Regions from separate parts of the Mus musculus genome. Here all the other regions are linked to region 4. The links are chromatin contacts, called in public HiChIP or PLAC-seq and promoter capture Hi-C maps. All regions are on one chromosome and are shown on one strand. Each heading gives the region's core, a stretch centred on a gene start, on an enhancer-like site or on the middle of the called end of the contact. The rest is flanking DNA. Distances are from core to core; before and after follow the strand shown.

What was found. Promoter capture Hi-C pulls out the DNA fragments that hold promoters and counts their contacts. HiChIP or PLAC-seq counts read pairs in DNA pulled down with a chosen protein or histone mark.
Region 1: an H3K27ac HiChIP or PLAC-seq map of microglia shows a contact between it and region 4, with 10 times the contacts expected there. The contact joins the promoter of Kcnj2 here to the promoter of Map2k6 in region 4. A contact is called at or near these places in 9 of 39 promoter capture datasets (the C10 cell line, cranial neural crest, embryonic stem cells and 5 more), 3 of 484 Hi-C or Micro-C datasets (ECoMG myeloid progenitors, LSK cells and cerebral cortex), 10 of 115 datasets of contacts at active chromatin or transcription factors (the SCID.adh cell line, astrocytes, bone marrow-derived macrophages and 4 more) and 3 of 9 other capture datasets (adipose tissue, liver and macrophages).
Region 2: a contact with region 4 is called in a promoter capture Hi-C map of pre-B cells, with 2.5 times the contacts expected there. The contact joins the promoter of Wipi1 here to the promoter of Map2k6 in region 4. A contact is called at or near these places in 3 of 39 promoter capture datasets (the 3T3-L1 cell line, the C10 cell line and pre-B cells) and 1 of 115 datasets of contacts at active chromatin or transcription factors (pancreatic cancer cells).
Region 3: a contact with region 4 is called in an Esrrb HiChIP or PLAC-seq map of embryonic stem cells, with 45 times the contacts expected there. The contact joins the promoter of Amz2 here to the promoter of Map2k6 in region 4. A contact is called at or near these places in 1 of 39 promoter capture datasets (embryonic stem cells), 3 of 115 datasets of contacts at active chromatin or transcription factors (astrocytes, embryonic stem cells and pancreatic cancer cells) and 2 of 9 other capture datasets (adipose tissue and liver).

Annotation. Positions count from the first base shown.
Region 1 is chr11:111,064,779-111,067,873 of GRCm38.p6, reverse strand. It overlaps Kcnj2 (potassium inwardly-rectifying channel, subfamily J, member 2), which reads right to left and starts at 1,710. Exons shown (of 2, transcript NM_008425.4): 1 at 1,540-1,710.
Region 2 is chr11:109,610,053-109,612,854 of GRCm38.p6, reverse strand. Wipi1 (WD repeat domain, phosphoinositide interacting 1) reads left to right here and starts at 1,466. Exons shown (of 13, transcript NM_145940.2): 1 at 1,466-1,622. The coding sequence starts at 1,543.
Region 3 is chr11:109,424,387-109,427,431 of GRCm38.p6, reverse strand. Amz2 (archaelysin family metallopeptidase 2) reads right to left here and starts at 1,486. Exons shown (of 9, transcript NM_025275.4): 1 at 1,402-1,486; 2 at 857-946; 3 at 335-462. The coding sequence starts at 346.
Region 4 is chr11:110,397,368-110,400,373 of GRCm38.p6, reverse strand. Map2k6 (mitogen-activated protein kinase kinase 6) reads right to left here and starts at 1,272. Exons shown (of 12, transcript NM_011943.3): 1 at 949-1,272. The coding sequence starts at 964.

The DNA of each region.
Region 1 (3,095 bases), core at 461-2,960, 670 kb before region 4:
TGAGACACAGCAATGTTTGTGGCAAACTCTAGGCATGTGTACATGTCAAGGACAACTTGTGTTTAGCAAACAAGAATTTATATCTTTTTAAACGTTTTGAAATGGTACCACCCTTCAGGTAAAGATGGGTGAGGGACAAGCTTCTAAACTACTCAGAATTCAAAGAAAGACAGCTGGCCAGAGAGTTTCTACAAGGAGTGTCTGAAAGGGGCTGACTGCTTTGTTTGTGTTTGCTTGTTTGTTTGTTTAAGTAATTTCACAAAAATGCAAAACAAGATCCTTTACAGCTGTCAATCATGTAACAAAATAAATACCACAATATGAAGTGAGAGGCACAAAACAAATTGAGATGACCTTGACCCTGACTGTCACTGTTCCCACCATACTTGAAGTAACCTATTTTTCTCCTGAGCGTTGGGAAGTGAGTGTGTGTGTGTGTGTGTGTGTGTGTACTCAACTATGTAATGAAAATAAAAATAAAACCCTTAGATGTGGGTAAGAAGAGAAAGACAAGTGTAATGGTAGCTCACAGTGCACCTACAGAGCTGGTTTCCAAGAGGAAATACGACTGCCTATTAATTATTAATAGGAAAAGACAACAAATGATTAAAGGAGATATATTAATTCTCTTCTGTGCTTAACCAAAACAGGTTTTCAAGCAATGCCTTTATTTACTGCCAGGTATCTTCGGAGTTTGTGAAAATCTCTAGAATGGATAACCTCATCCAAATCTCCACTGACAGACTGAAGCAGACGGACGTGCGACTACCCATTTCCTAACTTGGTTTTTCCCTCAACTGTCATAGGAGTACTAGTTATGATGCAGTCGTTTTCCTCCCTGAATCAAGTTGCTTCGATCATTGCTTCCCTTAAACCACACTGTCTTCAAATGAGGAATTTACACCATTATTACTAAGAATAGCAAAGTACTTAGGGGAGACCGACATCGGATGGGAAAGTTTTGCGGTCTTGAAGCTAAAATCCAACTCTGGCTGCTACTTTTTTCCTTTTTTTCTCAGCAAAGGAACTTTGAGACTTGAGAAGCTCACTCTGGAATTTTGTGCTGTATCTGTAGCAAGGACTCCCCCTCCCCAAACACCAAGGATCTAGATTAAGTGCTAAGTCTCTTGGTCCGATCAAGCCCCAGTCTCCTTCTCTTCCTCCCTCTCACCCGCAATAAGAGGAAGAATCCACGCCAGGCTCGCGCTTGACTCTAAACCCAATATCTCCCTACAGCTGGTGCATTGGAAGTTATGAGCACAAACAGATGCTGCAGAGAAATCTGTTTCTATTGCTCAACTCTTCCAAGCGTGTCTCAGTATTTTTAGCTCTGAGGATGTTCTGGTGCGCACACAAACTATATAGGCAATGAGCCGGGACTCCAAAGCTTGCGGGAGGAAAGCATTAACAGCAGCCTGACAACTGGGCACCTCCGGAGCAGCCGGAGCTGTAGGGTAGAGGACTGTGGAGCAAGTTCATTGCCCTGGACACACACAGACAACCCAGAAGAGAACAGGAAGAAAACACAGAAGCCCTTACCTGTTGCTGGTACAGGATCATGGGGACATGGAGTGGAAGTGGGGATTACAGAAGCATGTAAGATCCAGTGGTTTTTGTGAAAGAGAATGAGCCGAAGCAAGTGAGAATTCCCAAGACACTGCTTGCCGGTGCTGGGAAGGCTGCGCGCTGGCCAGGGCTCCAGTGCGCTCTGCGATAGCCTGGAGGCGGTCCTTGTGATAACCGGCCTTGTTGGCTCCGCCCTCTGCCCACTGTTGGCCAATCGGAGCGCACGTGGCTGCGCTTCCCCCGCCCCGGGAACCGCCATCAGGAGGAGGAGGAGGAGGATCTCTACACCCGCGGACCCTGGCTCTGCCAGCCTCGGAACCTGCTGTGGCTTCCTCTACCTCCTCCAGCTGCCTAGCCTGGTCTGAGAGTCCAGCTCTGGGCTGAGGAGGAGGAAGTCGCGGCCCAGAGGGTACAGCAACAGGTGGGAAGCTCAGCCTCCATGCGGCTGCCTAATTGCAGCCTGGCCTTGGGCAAAGCTTCCTACTGGGTTCTGTGAGACCCACACTTCCCGGTTTCTTTCCACAGTGGAGGCCGGCTGTACGTGTTCCTGTATAAGGGCCCGAGAGGTGTCAGTGCCTGGGAAAGACGTCTACAGCAGGGAGGGAATAAATAACCACTGGGGTGCGTCTCCCTCCAGCCCTTTTCCAGCCTGTAGACTGTGGAAACCCACAGAGCACTCAACTGCAGCTTGCGGATAATCCTTAAATTAAACCTGGAAAGGGTCCCGGGACCCGCACTCAATACCCTGCAAAATTTAGATGTGCTAGCGATTGCTTGTCTGACTGGGCCGTTTCTCCTCGCAAATGATGGTGAATTACTTACAAAAAAAAAAAAAAGAAAAAAAATGCGCCTAGACTTCTCTGGGATGTGTGGGGGAAGGGAGGGAGCCGCTGGTTCCTTTCGCCTTGTCCGCCCTCGCCCTCGATCTTTCTCTCCACCACCGCCCGGCAAGCTCTGCTCATGTAAAACCAGAACAATTAGAGAGTAATGAATTCTCTGGAACAGCAACTCCTACAGACTCTCAGCTCTGCCCTCGCTCCAGCGCCTCCCCGTCCTCCTTCCCAGCAACCAGGCAAGAGTACTGCAGACCTTCAAAAACCAGCCTCGGTTAGCACCTGCATCCTGACAATTTATAAATGAATTCTCCACTGAGTGTGTAAAGCAGGTGCATGTTATCTCTGAGTACATTGGTATCGTAGCGAAGCTTTGCTTTTAAAATGACATGATGCGTTTAGGAGTCTTTTATCTTCCACGGAGTTTTGCAGTCCGGTTTAATGAATATGCTTCAAGCACCCCAAAGCATCTGCCTACCTTTAACTTAAGCCCGTAAAGACTGCCTTGAGTCACCAAACAACCTCTACAAAATATTTCGCGTTCTAGGTGGTAGGAGCAGGGCACACTTTTATGTGTACGAGTGTTGAAAGGAGCCGTTCTGAGCTGCTGAGTGGATACCCACCTCCTAGTCCCACATCCGCACTTGGCCCCTAGGAGGTGCTGGTGAAATGTGCATAGATTTTCATTTTACCTTA
Region 2 (2,802 bases), core at 217-2,716, 790 kb after region 4:
TCACCCCATGATCCTATGACCTGGGAAGCCAAGGAAGGAGGATCAGTTACCAAGTGCTTGAGGATCGGTGGACTATAGCTTGAGACAATGTATCCAAAATAAATAAATAATAAACAAGGTGGCTGGATATGAACCGAATTGCCACAATCTACAGAACTGTGACACCATTATCATCATAGTAATAATAATGGCGATGATGAAGATTTCAGAGGCTGTAGAGATGGCTCAGCAGTGTTTTTACTGATGAGCGGAATTCTGTTCCCCAGAACCCACACCAGGCACCTCACAACCAATTGTATACAAGCTTGGGAAGCAAATCTCCAGTTTGCTTCAGAATGCATCTCAAACGACATGAGCTTCAAGCTGTACTGTCTTGTACAGTATTCTAGTTTCTCTCCTTTCTATACAAATCGAATGTCTGGTCAAATACTGCTGAGCAAAGTTGTATGATAACAAGTCCTGAAAGAAGACCCTTTCACATGCCGCTGTGTATTGTTGGTTTTAGATAATATAGTCTAGCCAGTGCTTTAACCGGGTTTTCAGTAAATCGGGTAGGAACATACCAAGGTAATATTGTTAATGTAAGGGTCGGGGTTAGCAAGAGCTCTTTCTCAACTGTGGGGCTGTATGTGGCTTCTTAATCGGCTGGGGATCTTTTTCCGAGAAGCTTAAGGGCTCTCCAAAACGGCTGGACTTTGATGTCTACTGATTTCAACTACAACTGCTGTAAGCTTAGCGGGCGGGCAAGGAAGCAGGCGTCCGCCCGCCTCCTTGGCGTTGTCTCCGACGCTAAGGCAGGCTTGAAGCCTGAAGCTCCACTCCTCCTCCTCACCCTCTGGACGCTCTGGCAATGAAAACACCACCACGTGGCCTGCTGCCTTTGCCTCGCGCACCTTCGGCCAATGGCAAACGGTTTCTCCGACTAGGGGGCGGGTCGTCAACAGCTGTCCCGCCCACTAGCCCTATTGATTGACTAAAAGAGTTGGTGGCCAATCCTGGCTGTCTGCGGAAGGCTCTGTTCGGTCAGCAGTTCTGTTCCCAGTGATAAAGAGGCGGGGTGGGGACAGAGACGGCCTGGAGAGGGGGCGGGGCTACCAAGCTAGGTAGAAGGAGGCTCGGGGCGGGGCCTGGTTGGCTCAGGGCGGAGCTAGGGCTGTGAGGGGGTGGGGCTAGGTGCCCGAAGTGGAGAGGGCGAGGCTAAGTGGGAAATGTGTAGGGCGGGTCCTGAAGGTCCCAGGCAGGGCTAGAGCCGAGAGGGGCGGTACTTGAGGCAGGGGCGTGGCCTGGCTGTTTTAGGACCCAGCCGATTCTCTGAAGGAGGGGCGGGGGTTTGGAGTGGGGCGGAGCTAAATGGGAATCGTGTAAGGGCGGGGTCTTACGATGGAGGGGCGGAGCTAAGTGGTATCTGAGTGGGCGGGGTCTGTCTGGAGGCGAGCCCGGGGCGGGACCGACGCGGCAAGCCGGCCCACGGAGCCGGCGCGGGCGGGCTGCTGAGGTGGCTGTCCCCCGCTCAGAGCTGCGGCTTCTCGGGTCGAGCCCCCGATGGAGGCCGAAGCCGCAGATGCCCCTCCGGGCCGAGTGGAGGCGGCGCTCAGCTGCTTCTCTTTCAACCAAGACTGCACGTAAGCCACGGCGCCAGCCCCCTGGCCAGGGAAGTGGGGGACAGAATGTCGCCACCAAAGGGTGTTGTCCTGTAACGCAACTGGTGGCTAGCCGGGGCCTGCGCGCCGATGGTACCTCGGCAGGGCAGCCTGTGTCGCGGCGTTGCTCGGCTGTAGGGGTTTGAGCCCACCCAGACGACTGCCAGCCAGCGCCTGCCAGAAAGAGCCGGCTAGGGTGACCCAAACAAGTCAGCAAGGAGGGCGGAGGGGGGACCTTGAATGTGGGGGAGGGACTTGGTGTGGGCCACCTAGTGACCGAAAGGGAGATCAGGGACCAAAACAAAGGTGAGGGAAGGGAGGAATGTGCAACTTGACTCAAGAGGGAGGATGCAGAGAGTCGGAAAGATGAAGAAAAACTTTACCATTTGTCCTTGAGTATCTCAACGTGGCATTTGGGCAGGGCCTCGGACAAACAGTCAGTCTATCCCTGTGGCCCGACCAGCCCCAGCACTGGGCATCTTGGCTGGTCTCTTTGGCCGTAGGAAGCTTTTCTTTATTTGCCTTTCTGTGTTTACTCGCTGTCCACCCAGTCCCAGGAATCTCCTGGAAGCTCAGGAGCCCTTTCTCTGCCCCAGACAGCTTCCCATCCCTGAAGCAGGCGCTCCACCCTGTTGCTTTTAAGTGGCTTTTTAATGTTTCACTATGATGGTCAACGTTTAGACTTTGGTCCATAAACAAGGGATTGCTTGCCTGAGTTCTAGGCATCTGCAGGATTGAATCTTAAGACACAAGCTACTGTTTTCTTCCCTGTTTTTGTGCAAGCCAGCCTGGGGACCATATGGATTAATCTCTTTGGAATGTGGAGCCCTGAAGCATCAGGGCAGGGATGACCACTTCCCAGTGTCCCACTTCCGGCTGTACCAGTTTCTGCTCTGTTCCTGGTTTGGGCTCAGCTTCAGGCTTGTGCCTTGGCTGCTGCTAGCTGAACTGTGCTAATATTGAACATTCATTCGTTGGTGTAATTAAGGCCATAAGCAGCCCTGGTTTTCATTCCCTTTGTGTTTCTGTTTGAAAAACCCCTGCTCTGAACAATATGTCTTTGTTTGAAAAATCTGTGTGTGTAATCATATAATCCAGTAATTCGACAGCTTGGCTACATGAGTGACTCTCAGGCTGCCTCTGACCACAACCCACAATAAAA
Region 3 (3,045 bases), core at 237-2,736, 970 kb after region 4:
CAGGGTTTCTCTGTATAGCCCTGGCTGTCCTGGAGCTCACTCTGTAGACCAGGCTGGTCTTGAACTCAGAAATCCGCCTGCCTCTGCCTCCCAAGTGCTGGGATTAAACGTGTGCACCACCACTGCCTGGCTAGCGGTGACTCTTAAATCCTACTGATGCCCAACGTCCTCTGTCATTTGAAAACAATCATAATATTTTGAGCTGACTCACTTTGTCCACAGGATCAACGGCATCCCTTCCAGTGTCACTCAAAGATATTCAATAAGGAAAAGAGTAATGGTTCTGTTATTTAACTGCAGGTTGGCAAGATCCATCTCAGCCCCTTACGCTTACCTTGTCAGCCATAAGACACGGGGGTAGATCTAAGATGACCAATGAGACGCCATACTCATGGTGACAGGACTTTCCCCATTCCTATCAAGTCCCTACGTGGCACGTTCATCCTTCATACCAAGCAGACGCTTTTTGAGTGAGAAAAGAAAAAAAAGATGAATGTTTCTGTCCATTTAGTTTGTGTTTTCTAATTGAGGGCCTTTTCCATTTTTGTTTGTTTGGTTGGTTGGCTGGTTTTTTGTTCTGCTTTGTTTTGGGGGTGGGTTGGGGGGTGGGACAGGGTTTCTCTGTATTTCTCAGTTTATTAACGACTGATTTTGAAATTTAAGCTAACTGCTGTGCTCAGTGAACTTCTGAATTCTGGAGCTCAAGAGGGTGACACTGACTAGAAAGGATCCTAGAGACTACGCTGAGTGTAGCTCATCTCGGTACTGCACATCTGGGCTGAGATTTTATTTTTACAGGATGAAATTTAAAAAGAAAAAAAAAATAAATCACCATGGCCCCATTCAGTCTACCTACCTTTATAAAGGAGAAATCTCCAGCTGCTGTTTTTCCATTTATGTTTTTCTAAGGACAATGCATGTCTGGCAAAGGGGTGTGGCCTTCACCCTAATAAAAGAGACAGAGTGGAAAGTCAGAAGGCCTCCACATCCTAGTCCAACGTGGATGGTGTCGCTGAAGAAGTGTGCAGGGAGCCATCGTACAGTCACTGCAGGGACCGGGGGCCTAAGATGCTTCGGTTCTATAACCGGAACATCTCCCGCCAAGTGGGTCTCGCCAGACGTGCTAGCTGGTTGCCCATAGCAACTTGCACGGCCGGTGCAGACGCCACCCAGTCTCTGCTTGAGTCAAAAGTGGGGGGCCTCCCCGGAACTCAGAGTTCGCGTCTTCTACCCAGGGAGCAACCGGAAAGGCCCGCGTTGTTCCCAAGAGACATCCTGCCCCCGAGGTCCCCTCTGCTTCCGCCGCAGCCATCCCTCCCACCACATCCGCTCCTCCCCAACGATCAACACCTTCCTCCTCCTCCCCTGCCCAGCCCTGACGGTTCCTCATACCACCCTCACCCGGACAGGCCTCTAGGCCGCCCTCAAGCTGCCACGGTGGTCCTAGCACGCATGCGCCTCGCGCGGACGCACCTCACCCTTTCACGCATGCCCCGCCCACACCGCCCACTAGCAAGACCCGTCTTCCCGCCCCTCAATCGTCGCCCCGCCTCCTATCTGCGCTCTTCCCTCCTAAGGCTCCTCCTCCAAACACTGAGCCCGCCCCACTCCTCCAGAAAGGCCCCGCCCATGTGCTGTAACCCCGCCCCGAAGGCGTGACCTCTGTCCATTTCACAACACTCACGCTGTGTGTGGTTGACTAAAGTAGTAAGGGGGCGATGTAGTGTCGGACAGTCCCCAGTCGTCGCTGTTTCGCGTCGGCCCTCACGGGGGCGCCGCGACCCGCTCCTCGCGGGCGGTGCAGGGTCACGGAACCACCTGCCGTGGGCTGAGCCTGAGTAATTTAACCACTGGGTCCAAATAAGTCAGCCGTGTCCGCGGCTTGACACATCACCCGCTTGGACTTTCCCTTCTTAGTCGGTTTGCCCGACTGTCGCGGCCTCACCGCTGTCAGGAAGCAGGGCTGCATCCTAGGGCGTGGGGCATAGGGTTGCCTTTGGTACTTGGGGAACTAAGAGCTTAGAGCTCGGACCCCCAGGAGACTCTGGAAGGGGAAACCCCAGGGCCAGATCTCCTGATCCCCGCCCCCAGCATATACCTATTCAATCCTTTTGCATCTCTGGGCGCTTCTGGCCCCAGGAAGGTCAAACAAGGGGATGATGCCACTATTTTATCAACATCCTCTCATCCTTGGAAGTTAAAGACTGCATACCCCACATGTCTGTACCCTTCTTCCTACCCAACCCCCAAACTTTTTGCTCTCTTCTTGCCTTGTGCACACTGCTCTAATTATCCTTGCCCAGTTATTATAACAAGGCTCATATATGTTGTCCTTACTGCCCTTACCAAGTTGACAAAAGTGGCTTATTTGGGGAGGGTCTCCTGTCAAGGCTGGCCTTGAACTCACTATGTAGCAGAGAATGTTCCTGTGTCTGACTTCTGAGCACTGTATACACACATACAGAGAGAGACACATACATGTATATTCTTTCAAATTTTCATACTTCGGTTATATTTCCCCAGGACCCCCTCTGATCCTCTTTCTCCTCCCATGAGGTCACTCCCCAACAACCTGACCATTTTTTTCTCCCGGGACATTTTTAATCAGCTGTAGACATGATGCCCCTTTAGTGTAAATACTCCAGAGCATGCTTCTAAACAAGCAATTTTTTCTAAGTAGTCACAGGACACCTACACTGGGAATTCCTACCAATCACTCTGATTGCAGTCTAACACCACAAGGTTCCTGCTTTCCATTTTTCTGTGTGCACTCCCTTCCATACTAATGAAAAGTCTGTCTCCCACTATTCATAATTTACTTCTGCATTTAACTGCTCTGTGGTACAATATGCACTGAGGGTAATTTCAGAATAACTAATCCATATCATTGCAGACAAATAGTCCTGCCAATAATCAGAAATTATTCATGGTCCCGTGTAGCCAGAGGATGCACAGTAGGCTTTGCAGTTTACATCATCTAGGTGAATTCTTCCCTACTCAGTCCAGCACCACATCTGACCTGAAACTTACTAGATAGCCTAGGCT
Region 4 (3,006 bases), core at 23-2,522:
TTAAATTTGAAAAAGAAAAAGAAGGCAACCATAGTCCTGAACTTCTGACCAAGTCTATGCAGTTACACACTTAGAAGATTTCACTGTAGTTGCCAATGAGACAGTAAAGTCTCAGGTTTGCTCTAATGCTCACAAACACGCTCACCCCCTGAAATCCTCCCCCACACACAAAAGCATCTTCCAAATGGCCAACACATTGAGGTCTTCCCCTCTGCAAGCAACTGATACAAAGTATAAAACCTCGGAAGAGCAAGACTTTTTTTTTTAAATAATAATAATAATACACTGCTCTCCAGACTTCACCTTTACTTCCCTTAAAAAATCAAAAGTTGCCTAATGTCCACAGCGAAATCAATAAAAATGTAAGCTGAATGCTGCCACCGCAGTGGTTCCTTCCCCCCAAAGAATAGAAGATCACAGAAATTTCCTGCTAGTTTAAAGCGAGGTTTGCCTTTCATCTTCACCTCTGAGACTTTTTGAAAGTTTGGATTCCTGTTGCACACAAAATTACTGTGAATATGCGTGCATACTAAAGAAATGTACTATTATATAAAGCATTGCACATTTGGACGCTACCAACCTGCTATATCTCTCCTGACCGTGCAAAAGGCAGAAAGGCTCGGTAATCCTAGCAGAAGAATGCAAATAATGTCAATGCACAGCTCAACTGCAAGCCCTGCCTTACAGGAACTCTCTGTGTCTGCAAAAAAAGAAAAAAGAAAAGAAAAGAAAGAAAAGAAAAGGAGAAGAAAAGGAAAAGAAAAGGAAAGAAAAGGAAAAGAAAGGAAGAAAGAAAGAAAAAGACACACACTAAACAGGAAATGCAACTGAGCTGTGGCAAACCTCAAACTTAAAAATGCAATCGCCGGGCGAAAATTGCATCCATGCATTCACGAATGCATGCATAAGCCTTTGCATTTTTTGCAACTAATGCAAACAGTCTCTTACCTTTCGACTGAGACATTTTCCCCTTTCCTTTGATGGGGGAGGGGAGCACAAAAGACTTTGCCTTGCTTCTCTTCTGTAGCTAGTTTTGCAACAAAGATGCAAGCTGCAGGCGTGCAATCTTCATGCAAGTGGAGTTTCTCTTGACCGATGCAGCAGATGGACTTTCAGGGAGTCAAGGTGGAATTGCACACCTTGCAAAACAGTCTAGAAAGTGATTTTTCCCCCAGTTGCAACGTTAGGGAAGGCTGTGCTGCAGCTACATGATGGGCCAGGGCTGGCAGCTAAAAGCTCCAAACTTGGAACTGAGTATCTTAGTGCGCAGACGTCCTTCCTGCGAAAGGCGCGAGGCCTGCTGGGTAGTGTAGTTCTCCTGTAGAGTCCACGCGTCTCTGATTTAAGGAAACGTGCTCCTGTAGGTGGCTGAGCTAGATGACTGACTAAGCGCGACAGAGATCTCAGATAAACATCGCACGTACACTCTTTAGTAAGGGAAGGGTGACAAACAGCGCGGTCCATGATAGGAGGCTTTTTCTGTTCTAGAAAAACCCCTGAATCAACAGCTTAGAGAGCACAGGGGTAGCGAAGACGCTTTTGGCACCCCTAGACTAAGGTCTAATTGGGGGTTCAATGTGGCTTTTTTTTTTTTAAACCGGCTCAGTATCTGTGAACTGCTCTGTCTGTAGACCGTTCACCCTGACATCTCATTTCACAACAAACATTTTTCTTGAATGGAGATTTTTGGGGTGATTTGACTCTTCAGACAAGATACAAAGTTTTTTTTTTTTTTTTTTTTTTTTTAATAAGAAGCGATCCAGGTCAGTTCTTTTCAAGAAAGCAGAATTTCAATGCTGGATAGGGATTAAGGAAGAGAGATTTACGAAGTTTCTCATTTCTTACACAGTTAGACAGGAAAATTTGTTTCATATATATCAAAGGCCAATTTTAATCAAAATTAAGGTATTTGATTTTTTTTTTTTCTTGCCTGAGGCAGGCGGGGATGAAGGAAAAAGTCCCTGGCCTTGAGAAGAAAGGGCGGCTGGTGGAGAACAGTAACCTTACGTGAATAAAGTCTACTATCTTGAATGTTTTTCAATACCATCAAGAGATGTTTGTTGGAAGTCCAGAGTTTGCTAGGCATCTTCCCAGGCTTTGGATTTTTCCTTTTTCCTGCAGTGCTTGAGCCTAGAGCTGGACTGTGTCTTGGTGGGGGAAAGCCTCCCGCTTCACTGGGCAGTTGGAGATGCAAACCTTCCCTGAAAGGGGTACAAATCGCAACACCCCCACCCTCACCTCCACCCCTTTCCCACCCACTTCATTTCGAGGCAGAGAGCTCGGGCTTGGCTTCCATTGCGCCTAGTAGAACACCTTCAGGAATGTTCTTTCAGAGCGAATAGGGAGGGAACGGTGGTTTCAGGCATCTGATCTATAGGCAAATCAGTGGGGGAGTAAGGGCCACCTGTCCATTCCTGGGACACTGAGAGTACCAGGTTGCCTTGTATACAAGCGTGGTGGTGGTCAGAATATACTGGGTGTGCGGGATTATTACAGGGCTTTAACAGCTTGGCCTTAACTCAGAAGCTCGAGGGTGGAGATAAATGGTTTTGAAACCGGGGAACTTAATCAAAGCATTGCTTTAAGAATGTAAATTTTCCCTTAGTGATCTAGGTGGGTTGGAACTGGGAGAGGCTAGAGATAGGTCAGGTCAATTGTGGAAAGCCACAAGAGCCACTTTGAGAGAAGATTCATGTGTGAGGGCTGCTAATGAAAATGTCTGGAATTGTATTAAGAATTCTAGGAAGCCAGGACCATCTGAGTAATGCCGGAATCAGAGAGAAAGCTACCATGTGTCCTCTCCTCCCCCCCCCCTCCGCCCCACCCTTGCCCCCTCCCCACCCCTGTCCCTGCAATGCTGGAGATTGAATCTAGGGCCTTAGGCATTCCAGGCTTGCAAGCTACCAATAAGCCACAGCCCTGGTTTGGTTTTTATTTTTTTATTTTTTCCTTTTGAGGCAGGATCTAGCTGAGTTACTCAGGTTGGCCTTTGAACCCAGTCTGTAA